Regions from separate parts of the Mus musculus genome. Here region 1 is linked to region 2. Evidence: chromatin contacts called from public promoter capture Hi-C data. All regions are on one chromosome and are shown on one strand. The core of a region is the stretch at or near the end of the contact, and the rest is flanking DNA. Distances in the headings are between cores, read along the strand shown. Region 1 holds the start of Glod5 (glyoxalase domain containing 5). Region 2 holds the start of Syp (synaptophysin).

The links. Promoter capture Hi-C pulls out the DNA fragments that hold promoters and counts their contacts.
Region 1: a contact with region 2 is called in a promoter capture Hi-C map of pre-B cells, with 4 times the contacts expected there. The contact joins the promoter of Glod5 here to the promoter of Syp in region 2. A contact is called at or near these places in 3 of 39 promoter capture datasets (liver, pre-B cells and stem cell-derived epiblast-like cells) and 1 of 9 other capture datasets (adipose tissue).

What each region holds. Positions count from the first base shown.
Region 1 is chrX:8,016,228-8,020,847 of GRCm38.p6, reverse strand. It overlaps Glod5 (glyoxalase domain containing 5), which reads left to right and starts at 2,356. Exons shown (of 4, transcript NM_027227.2): 1 at 2,356-2,431. The coding sequence starts at 2,405. The region is part of intron 2 of Gm39488 (a long non-coding RNA gene); the gene reads right to left.
Region 2 is chrX:7,636,676-7,641,131 of GRCm38.p6, reverse strand. It overlaps Syp (synaptophysin), which reads right to left and starts at 2,552. Exons shown (of 7, transcript NM_009305.2): 1 at 2,404-2,552; 2 at 1,209-1,274; 3 at 1-35. The coding sequence starts at 2,439.

The sequences.
Region 1 (4,620 bases), core at 1,107-3,606, 380 kb before region 2:
TCTTCTAGTCTCCATGGGCACCTGCACACATGTGGCACATACACACACATATGCATACATTTAAAATTTAATTTAGAAAAAAAAGCCTAAAACTGAAGAGAAGCCTTAGTGGGGAAAATCTAATAAATACCCACCTATACGTCAGGTTTCTGTGAGCCAAAGACCATCCTAGGCAGCTACATAAAGAGACTCCATCTCAAAAAGAACAAAGAAGCACCATTCATAGTCAATGACTGTTGCTGAGTGCTGTGGAGGATGTTGGCTTCCTATTGGACACAGAGCATCCACTAAGTACAATGCACAATACAAGCGCTCTGTGTATCCACATGCAGAGTGAAGTGCCCTTTACAAGACAAGCAAAAGAAAGCCAGATGTGAGCACACACAGCCCACATGCTCATGAGCCCACAGGAAAGTATCTAAAACTAAACAGCTGGAACTGACTCCAATGAAAGCCACTTTTTAAAAAAGATTTATTTGTTTTACATATATGAATGCTGTCTGCATTACACCTGCATGCCAGAAGAGGGCATCCAAACTCATCACAGATGGTCATAAGCCACCATGTGGTTGCTGGGGATTGAACTCAGAACTTTTGGAAGAGCAGCCAGTGCTCTTAACCACTGAGACATCTCTCTAGCCCCCCTAAATAGTCACTTTGTGGATGGGGCAGGGATGACCTGTGTAGTCCCTAGAAGTAGGTGGCACTCACTTGCATCTTTATTTCCCATGCTGGTGATCAAGTCCAGAGCCTGGTACTGCCAGGGCAGTCTACTACTGAGTCATTGAGCTCCACTACATGCCCAGCCTTTTTGGAGATAGAGTTTCACTATAGAATTTACTCTGTCACCCAGGCTGGTCTGGAACTCACACTTCTGCCTTGGCTTCCCGGAGGCTGGAATTGCAGATCTGTGCTCCAGCCTGGCTCTACAAAACTTGCCCCCCCCCCGCCCCCCTGTGCTGGCAATTGAACCTGGAGCCAGGCAAACATGCTACTGCTAACGCTAAATGTCCCTAGCATTTTTTTTTTCCAGAGCTGAGGACCAAACCCAGGGCCTTGCACTTGCTAGGCAAGTGCTCTACAACTGAGCTAAATCCCCAACCCCTGCAATTTTTTAAAATTTTATTTTCAGAGATGATCTTAATGATTTGCCCAGGTTGTCTTGAATTTTTTTAAAACATTATTTTATGGGCAGACATATTTTGCTAGCATGTATGTCTTTGTACCACTTGGATGTACGCTGCCTGAGGAGGCCAGAAGAGGGAGTTGGATTCCTAGGGACTAGAGTTATAGCCCTCACCATGTTGGGGCTGAGGATTGAACTGTGGTCCTCTGGAAGCATAGCCAGAGCTCCTAAGCTTTAAGCCAGTACCCTGGCCTCAAATTTTTGCTCCTTTTGCTCCAGCCTTTTGAGTAGCTAGGATTATAGGCCTTGGAAATAATTTTTAAAGGAAAACCATATGTTTAATAACACCCAGGGCACCCAGGTATGTACCCAGAGGCAAAAATCTCAGACTCACCTAACCCTGGTCCTGATAGGTAACCCATAGATAGAAAGCTTGTGAAAGCGAAGCAAATAGTGGTGGGGTGGGGAGGGGACCAAGCGTGGATAGGAATTGTGAGGCTTCAAATACAGCGAGACCCCCTTTCAAAAAAAAAAAAATCTTAGCTCAGGACTAGAGAGATGGTTTAGCAGTTAAAAGCATCTGCTGCTCTTCTGGAGTACCTAGGTTTGATTCCCAATCTGCATGTGGTAGCTAGCGTACAACCAGTTGTCTGTAAGGCCAGTTCCAGGATATCCAATGCCATCTTCTATCCTCTGCAATCGGAAAGCATGAATGTAGTGCAGAGACATGAAAGCAGGCAAAACACCCATAGCCATTTAAAAGAATCCTCACTCAGCTGCAGACCCACAAGCAACTCTTTCAGACACTCCATCCTAGTCACACACTACAAGGTGGATCGGAGCTCTCTCATAGGGCACTGCTAGTCTCAACACTCTCGATGGGTGCTTTCCTGGTTTTCTGTGTTCTTATGGATGATTGCTTAGCAGGACGTGACACATCTGGCAGTTGACAGAGAAGGACCATTAGGGACCAATCTCAACAACTTATCAAGACCCTCAGCTCCTCAAAAGAGGAAGCACTTATATTTGTACTTTTATTCTCAAGGCTGGCAGTGTTTGGCTTGGTTTTGCACTGCTAGAAGTAGAACCCAGGGTTTCTTCAGCACTGTTGTACCACTAAGCTGTACCCCGAGTTTCAGTTAGTCTTCCTGCTTTTCACCTCCTGCCTCTGTCCACACCCAATGTCCTCAGCTAGCACCTCCCATTCCTGCCCCTTGATCTCCAGGCACAGAGCCAGCCTCAGCCCCAACCTACCTGCCTTCCAGTCTACCAGGAAAGATGTGTGATCCAACATCTGAAAGTCAGGTAAGTGTGGGGTCGTGGAGGCTTTGGGGCATGAGTATTGACCAGGCTGGGGGTACCCAACCTGGGTCTGCTGACTTGCTTTCCTTCTCAGGGACACCCTTGTGGCTTTAGCTTCCTTGGGCTTTTCTTAAAGATAACCAGAGGGCAGCAGAAGCCCTGCTTGGGCTTGTGGAGGGCTCGGGTTTAAGGGTTGGCCGCTCTCTCTGGGTGCTTCACTGGGGAGACAGTTCAGCTTCAGACACGTAGAGACACCCAAAGGTGGTTCCTGGAGAATGCCCATGAGGCACTCAGGACAGAGCTGTGTCAGAAGGGCCCCCGAGAAACAATGACCTTGAAGCTGGTCAAAAGACTCAGAGGCCCTGAAAGGCTGGAGGGAACCTTTAAGAGGACTCTGGAGCAGACCAAAGGAGGGAGGCCGTGCTGTCCAGGGCACTGACTACTCAGAGAAATGGATGAGCTTATTTTCTAGACCCTCAGCACTGGGGGTGCCCCAAAAGCAGTACTTCGGGGGAACCATGCAGATAGAAATGCAGATTGCAAAAGTAAAAATAAAAAATAAAAAATCCTAGCTGGGTGTGGTGGTGCACTCCTTTAATCCCAGCATTCAGGAGGCAGAGGCAGGCAGATTTCTGAGTTCGAGGCCAGCCTGGTGAGTTCCAGGACAGCCAGGGCTATACAGAGAAACGCTGTCTCGAAAAAAATAAAAAACAAATCAAATAAATAAATAATAATAAAATAAAATAGAAAATCCTGAAAGTCAGTGACCGGAACTGGGAAATGAACAGCTTTGCTTAAACCATTAAAATAAATAAGAGGGGAGAGATGAGCACAGAGATGGAAAGAGAAAGCAAATGTGCAATAAAAATCGGCTATGTTCAGGGCTGCTGCTTCAATCAGATTCAGAAAATACTAGTAATTTCTCTTTACACCATAGACACGAGGAGAAAAGCATAAAGTAGTTATATCAGGAACTAAACAGGGCGCTCATACAGATTCAACAAACATTTTCAACAGGACTATTTTTAATTCATGTGTATGTTAGTGCAGCTGCCTATAGTGGCCAGAAGAGGGCACCAAATCCCGTGGAGTCGGGGGTTACAAGCCTTTGTAAGCTGCCTAGCATGAGTACTAGGAATCAAATTCTGGTCCTTTGGGAAAGCTGTGAACACGGAGCCCCAAATAGGATTGGAAAACCTAAAACAAAATATACAGCTTTCTCTTCCAGGGGCCTGAATGCCCCTTAGTTACTTCTTTGGTTAGTTGGTTGGTTTAGGGTTTGGGAAACTGACTGTTTCCCAAGTAGATATCTGAATGGCTCGCATGCACAGACATTTTTCCTTTAAAACAATTAATTTTGTGCCAGGAGGTGGTGGCACAGGCCTTTAATTCCAGCACTAGGAAGGCAGAGGTAGGTGGATCTCTGAGTTTGAGGTCAGCCTGGTCTCCAAAGTCAGTGTGAACAGCCAGGACTGCACAGAGAAGTCCTGTCTCAAAAAAACCAGACAAACAAAACCCCCATTTTTTATGCTATGTGTATGAGTATCTTGCCTGCAATGAATACATGTGTACCACGTGTATGCAGTGATTGTAGGGGCCAGTACAGTTACAGACAGTTGTGGACCACCACGTGGGTGCAGGAAACCGAACCCAGGTCCAGCAATATACCCTCGTTCTGTAGTTTTACTTTGTTTTGGAGAAAAGGTCTCACCGCAGTGCTTAGTTGATCTTGAAACTCGTCATTCTCCTGCCTCAGCTTCTCAAGTGTTGAGATTACAGGGGCACAGCAGCACACTTGGCGTCATTTTTTTTTCCGAGACAGGGTTTCTCTGTGTAGACCTGGCTGCCCTGGAACTCACTTTGTAGACTCAGACATCTGCCTACCTCTGTCTCCGAGTGATGGGATTAAAGGTGTGCGCCACCACGCCCGGCTCTTCCTTTTCTTGTGACGTGCGTTTGGGTGTTTTGCCTGGATGTGTGTCTGTGCATGGATTCCCTGGAACTGCAGATACAGAGAGCTGTGAGCCACCATGTGGGCGCTGGGAAGTTGAACCCCAGTCCTTTTTGCAAGAGCAGTCAGAGCTCTCACCTCTGCATCGGCTCTCTAGCCCTACCCAGCCCACAGCTATAGCTGCAGATCAGAAAAGGAGGGAGCTGGGGGGTTGAGGGGTGCTCTGAATCTTGTCTTCACA
Region 2 (4,456 bases), core at 1,303-3,802:
CTGCCGCACGTAGCAAAGGCGAAGATGGCAAAGACCTTGGGTAGCAGGGAGGTGGATGGCTGTAGTGAGCCTGTATGCATGTGGGAGGGAGTGCCCTCCTCTGGACAGATTGAGGGGGGGCAGCACAGACAGTAGCAGATGGAGAGGTCCCCACCCCCACCCCTCTAATCAGGGCTCATCGGGTCCTAGCACAAGCTGATTACAGGGGTGTGGCTGTTTCTCTTTCCCTGTGTCTCTCCGTTTTTTTACCTCTAGGTGCTCTGGCTTCTCCTTCCCTCCCCTCCGCCTCGCCTTTCCTCCTCTTTCCTCTATTCGTTTTCTCTCCTCTCCCCTCCCCTTTCTCTCATGATCACTATATCTCTGTCTCTCAGTATCTGTGTGTTTTTATGCATGCTCTCCACCTCTCTCATACACACTTTCCCCATTAATCTCTCTCCTCTCTCCCCCCCCTCTCTCTCTCTCCTCTCTCTCTCTCTCTCCTCTCTCCTCTCTCTCTCTCTCTCTCTCTCTCTCTCTCCTCTCTCCTCTCTCTCTCTCTCTCCTCTCTCCTCTCTCTCTCTCTCTCTCTCTCTCTCTCTCTCTCTCCCCTCTCTCTCTCTCTCCCTCTCCCTCCCGCGCCTGTTTCTTGCCCTGCTTGTCTGTCTGTTAAGTCTTTCACAAGGTCTCTCTGGTTCTCTGGCTCCCTTGTGCCTTCTGTCTGTTGCCTTCTGTTTTCTCTTTTGAGATTCCTTATATCTGTGTGTGCCTTTCTTTCCCCTACACATTTTCCTGCTCTGAGAGCAGCTCCCTGGCTCTCATTTCTTTTACTCAGCACTGCCATTACCACCGTCCCCTGCCTCTCATACTCTGTCTCCTTGGCTGTCTCTGGATTTTTCTGGTTTTGCATCTCTCTTTCAGCAGTCAGGGCTTCAGGCTCCACCTCCCATCCTTTCCTCCTTTAGTTCAAGAGAGGAGGTAGAACGTCACACTCTGTCACTTCACAACAGGGGTACCCACGGCCTTATGTGACGTCATAGCCTTCTGTTCCCTGTCCTTAAATCCCTGGGACCTTACTCTGGAGCCCAATTCCCTCATCTCCTTCCACCCCTGTCGTTCCACCCACCAGTTCAGTAGGACGCCTCCTGCCTCACCCCTCTGTTTTGCTGGAGCCCATCACCACCACCATCTCCCCCTGTACTTCCCCCACCTATAGCCCGGACCACACTCACCCACTGCAGCACCTTCACGAAGCCAAGGGGCTCCTTGACCACCCGGAACTGACCCCCAGCCACCAGCTGAGGAGAAAAACAGTGGGGAGGGGAAGGGGTGTGGGAAATAGGGATGGAAGTGAGGGGCCAGGCTGCCAAGCAATGATCCCTGGGGATAGGACATGTGACCCTCCGGGAGTGGGTGACATATGGAGAGGGAGTGAGGAGGAGAAAAACGACACTTTGGGGACGGAGTAAACATCAGGGTCTCAGCAGCCCCCCACCCCCAGGGCTCAGGAGTGGTGAAGTGTGAGGTGATGAGTCACATGGCAGAGGAGGTTGGGTGTAGAAAATAGATGGGGGTCCAGACTAGTTAGCGAAGGAAGGTCTGAACTGCTTAAAGGTGAGTCAGATTGGAGAAAAGGTTGAGTGGAAGAAGATGGGGTTCATTAGAGTGGGGGAGGGGGCACCAAGTGCTGAAGGTGAGTCACAACAGCAGAGGGGAGAGGTCTGCAGTGGTAAAGGTGAGTCAGATGACGATGGTTGTGTCTGAGGAGATGGGGATGGGGAGGGGTCGCTACCGGTTAGGGAGAAAGCCGATTTTGAGGTGACGAAGAAGAGGGAGATGGCGGAGGTGATCTCTTAAGGTGGGAAAGAGCTGGGGGCATGGGTTTACTGGACATGCGCTGAGAACGAGGAGTCTGGGGTTTTTTGGAGAGGCAAAATTGGATCGTCCTCCTCTAGATCTGCTCCGGGGGTGAAAGGGTCGTCATCTACCGGGGTGCATTCTTTTTGGGAGGGGCGGGTGCCAACCCTCCCCCACCCCGCCCCCACACCTTCTGTCGCTCTATTTCCTAGCTCATCTGCAGCCCCCCGAGTCATTTTTCATTATCCCCTCCCCTTCTCTACCCCTTTGCCCTCTTCCTAGACCCGAATCTCTCTTTTCCCCCTCCAGGTCGACAGTTCTTTTGGGGCATCTGGAGGCCCCCTCTGCGGCAGTGAGGACAGCCTTCGCTGCGGCAAAGAGCGCACTCCTTTTCTCCACCTCCCCCTTTCCCCTTGCCTGCTGCAGACCCCTAGCCCCAGCCCCAGCCCCAGCCCCAGCTCCAGCGACCGTATCTCTGCTCCCCTCGCCACCACCTCTCAGGGTTCGAGGGCCAAAGCCACCCAGATTTCTGCAAGCGCCGGGCTCTGTCCACGGTGCTGGAGCGCGTACCTGATTCACCACGTCCATGTCTGCCAGCAGCAGCATCAGCAATGCGGGGGGCGGAAGGTGCCTGGTAGCAAGGGCGGGCGCGGGGAGCGGCGGGGGCGGTGCGCGATCGTCGGAACAGCCCAGTCGGCGGCAGCCACGCCCCTTGCACCCTGCCTATCTTTTGAGCAAGCGCCTGCGCACCATGGCTCCCCCCCGCCCCATACTCCTCGCCCGCCCCAACTCGCCTGCGGCCATTCCATTCGGGAGGCTAGAGACTCTGGGTCTCTGAGCGAAGGGTCCTTTTAGAAAACAGGTAGCTCTGGGGGAGGGGGGTGGTAAGAGGACCGCTCAGTTCTACCGGATGACATTTTGCCAACCTGAGTCCTGTTTGTTAAGTGTGTTCTCTCATTTAATCCCTATGTAGCAGTGACTATTAGTCCTGTTTTTACAGATGAGGAAAATGAGTCTCCAGAGAGATTAAGTGACTTGCACAAGGTCACACAGCTAGGTAATGGCAGTGTTCAGAGTCCTTGCAGTTTAAACGTCTCCACAGTTTAAAGACAGTTCAAGGTCTAGAGGGTTCCTTTTGGAAAACCTGCATTTTAAGCACATCCAAACTCTAACCATCTCATTTTTTTTCTCTTCTTCTTGGTCAAATTATAGCCGACTATATAGTTTACCTTCTGTTTATTCCTTGGCCCTCTTTTAAAAATCCATGTATTTATTGTGTGATAGCTCCCTTTCTTTTAACAATACATTTATTTAGCATAGAGAGAGGGACGGAGGGAAGGGGAGGGGCAATCCTGTATAAGTGTGAGGAGAGGACTACCTGCCAGATAGGTTCTCTCATCTCACTGTGTGGGTTCTGCTGTCTCTTAACAGACTACTTACCTTCTTTCATGATACTAAAACTAGGCCCAGCACCCTCAGTGATGATTGCCATGTTACAAAATGCAAGGGAAAAAATATAGTTGAGATTAAAATCACCATTTTATACCCTTCTGTTGCTTGAATTTGGAAACATTTGACTGGATACCATTTATTTGTTTGTTTGTTTGTTTCTTTCTTTTTTTTTTTTGAGGCCGGTTTTTTTCTGTGTATCCCTGGCTGTCCTGGAACTTACTTGGTAGCCCAGGCTGGCCTCGAACTCAGAAATCCGCCTGCCTCTGCCTCCCAAGTGCTGGGACTAAAGGCGTGGGCCACCATTGCCCGGCTGTATATTTGAGATAGGATTTCACTTAGCCTGAGGCTGGCCATGCCTTTCCCAGGCAGCTGAGGATGACCTTATCCTCAGCTTATCCTTTTTCCTCCCCTGCCCAGGTGCTGGCATGTTATCTCTGCATCATGTGAGCTCTGGCTTTTTTTTTTCTCTGAGACAGGGTTTGTCTCAGTAGCCTTGGATGTCCTGGAATTCACTCTGTAGATCTCGGACTCATAGAGATCTGCCTGCTTCTGCCTCCAAGTGCTGGGACTAAAGGTGTGCGCCACCACTGCCCGGCTAGCTCTGGCTTTTATACTTTTCTTAACATTTAATTATTTACTGTGTGTATGTGTGGGTGCACAAGTCGAAGTCAGAAGACAGCTTTTGGGAGTCAGTTCTCTCCACCACATTGGTCCTGTGGATCTATCTCAGGTCTTCAGGCTTGGCCATCACTTTTACCTTCTGAGATATCTCCCTAGCCCCTGTACCTTTTATTTTATTTTATTTTATTTTATTTTATTTTATTTTATTTTATTTTTCTGAGACAGGGTTTCTCTCTGTAGCCCTGGCTGTCCTGGAATTCACTCTGTATAGATCAGGCTGGCCACGAACTTATAGAGATCTGCCTGCCTTTGCCTCCAAAATGCTAGGATTAAAGGCATGTGCCACCATGCCTGGCTCCCATATTTATTTACAAAACACAAGTATATAATAGATACTTCCCAATTGTTTGCGTTTTAGCTCTCGGTTGTTTGAATCTCATTTCTAATATTTACTCCTGTTTGATTTTGGACATGTAAAATGTTTTAAAATATTATGTGTATGATTGTGCTGGTTAAAAAAAGATAATTGCCAGGTGATGGTGGCACACGC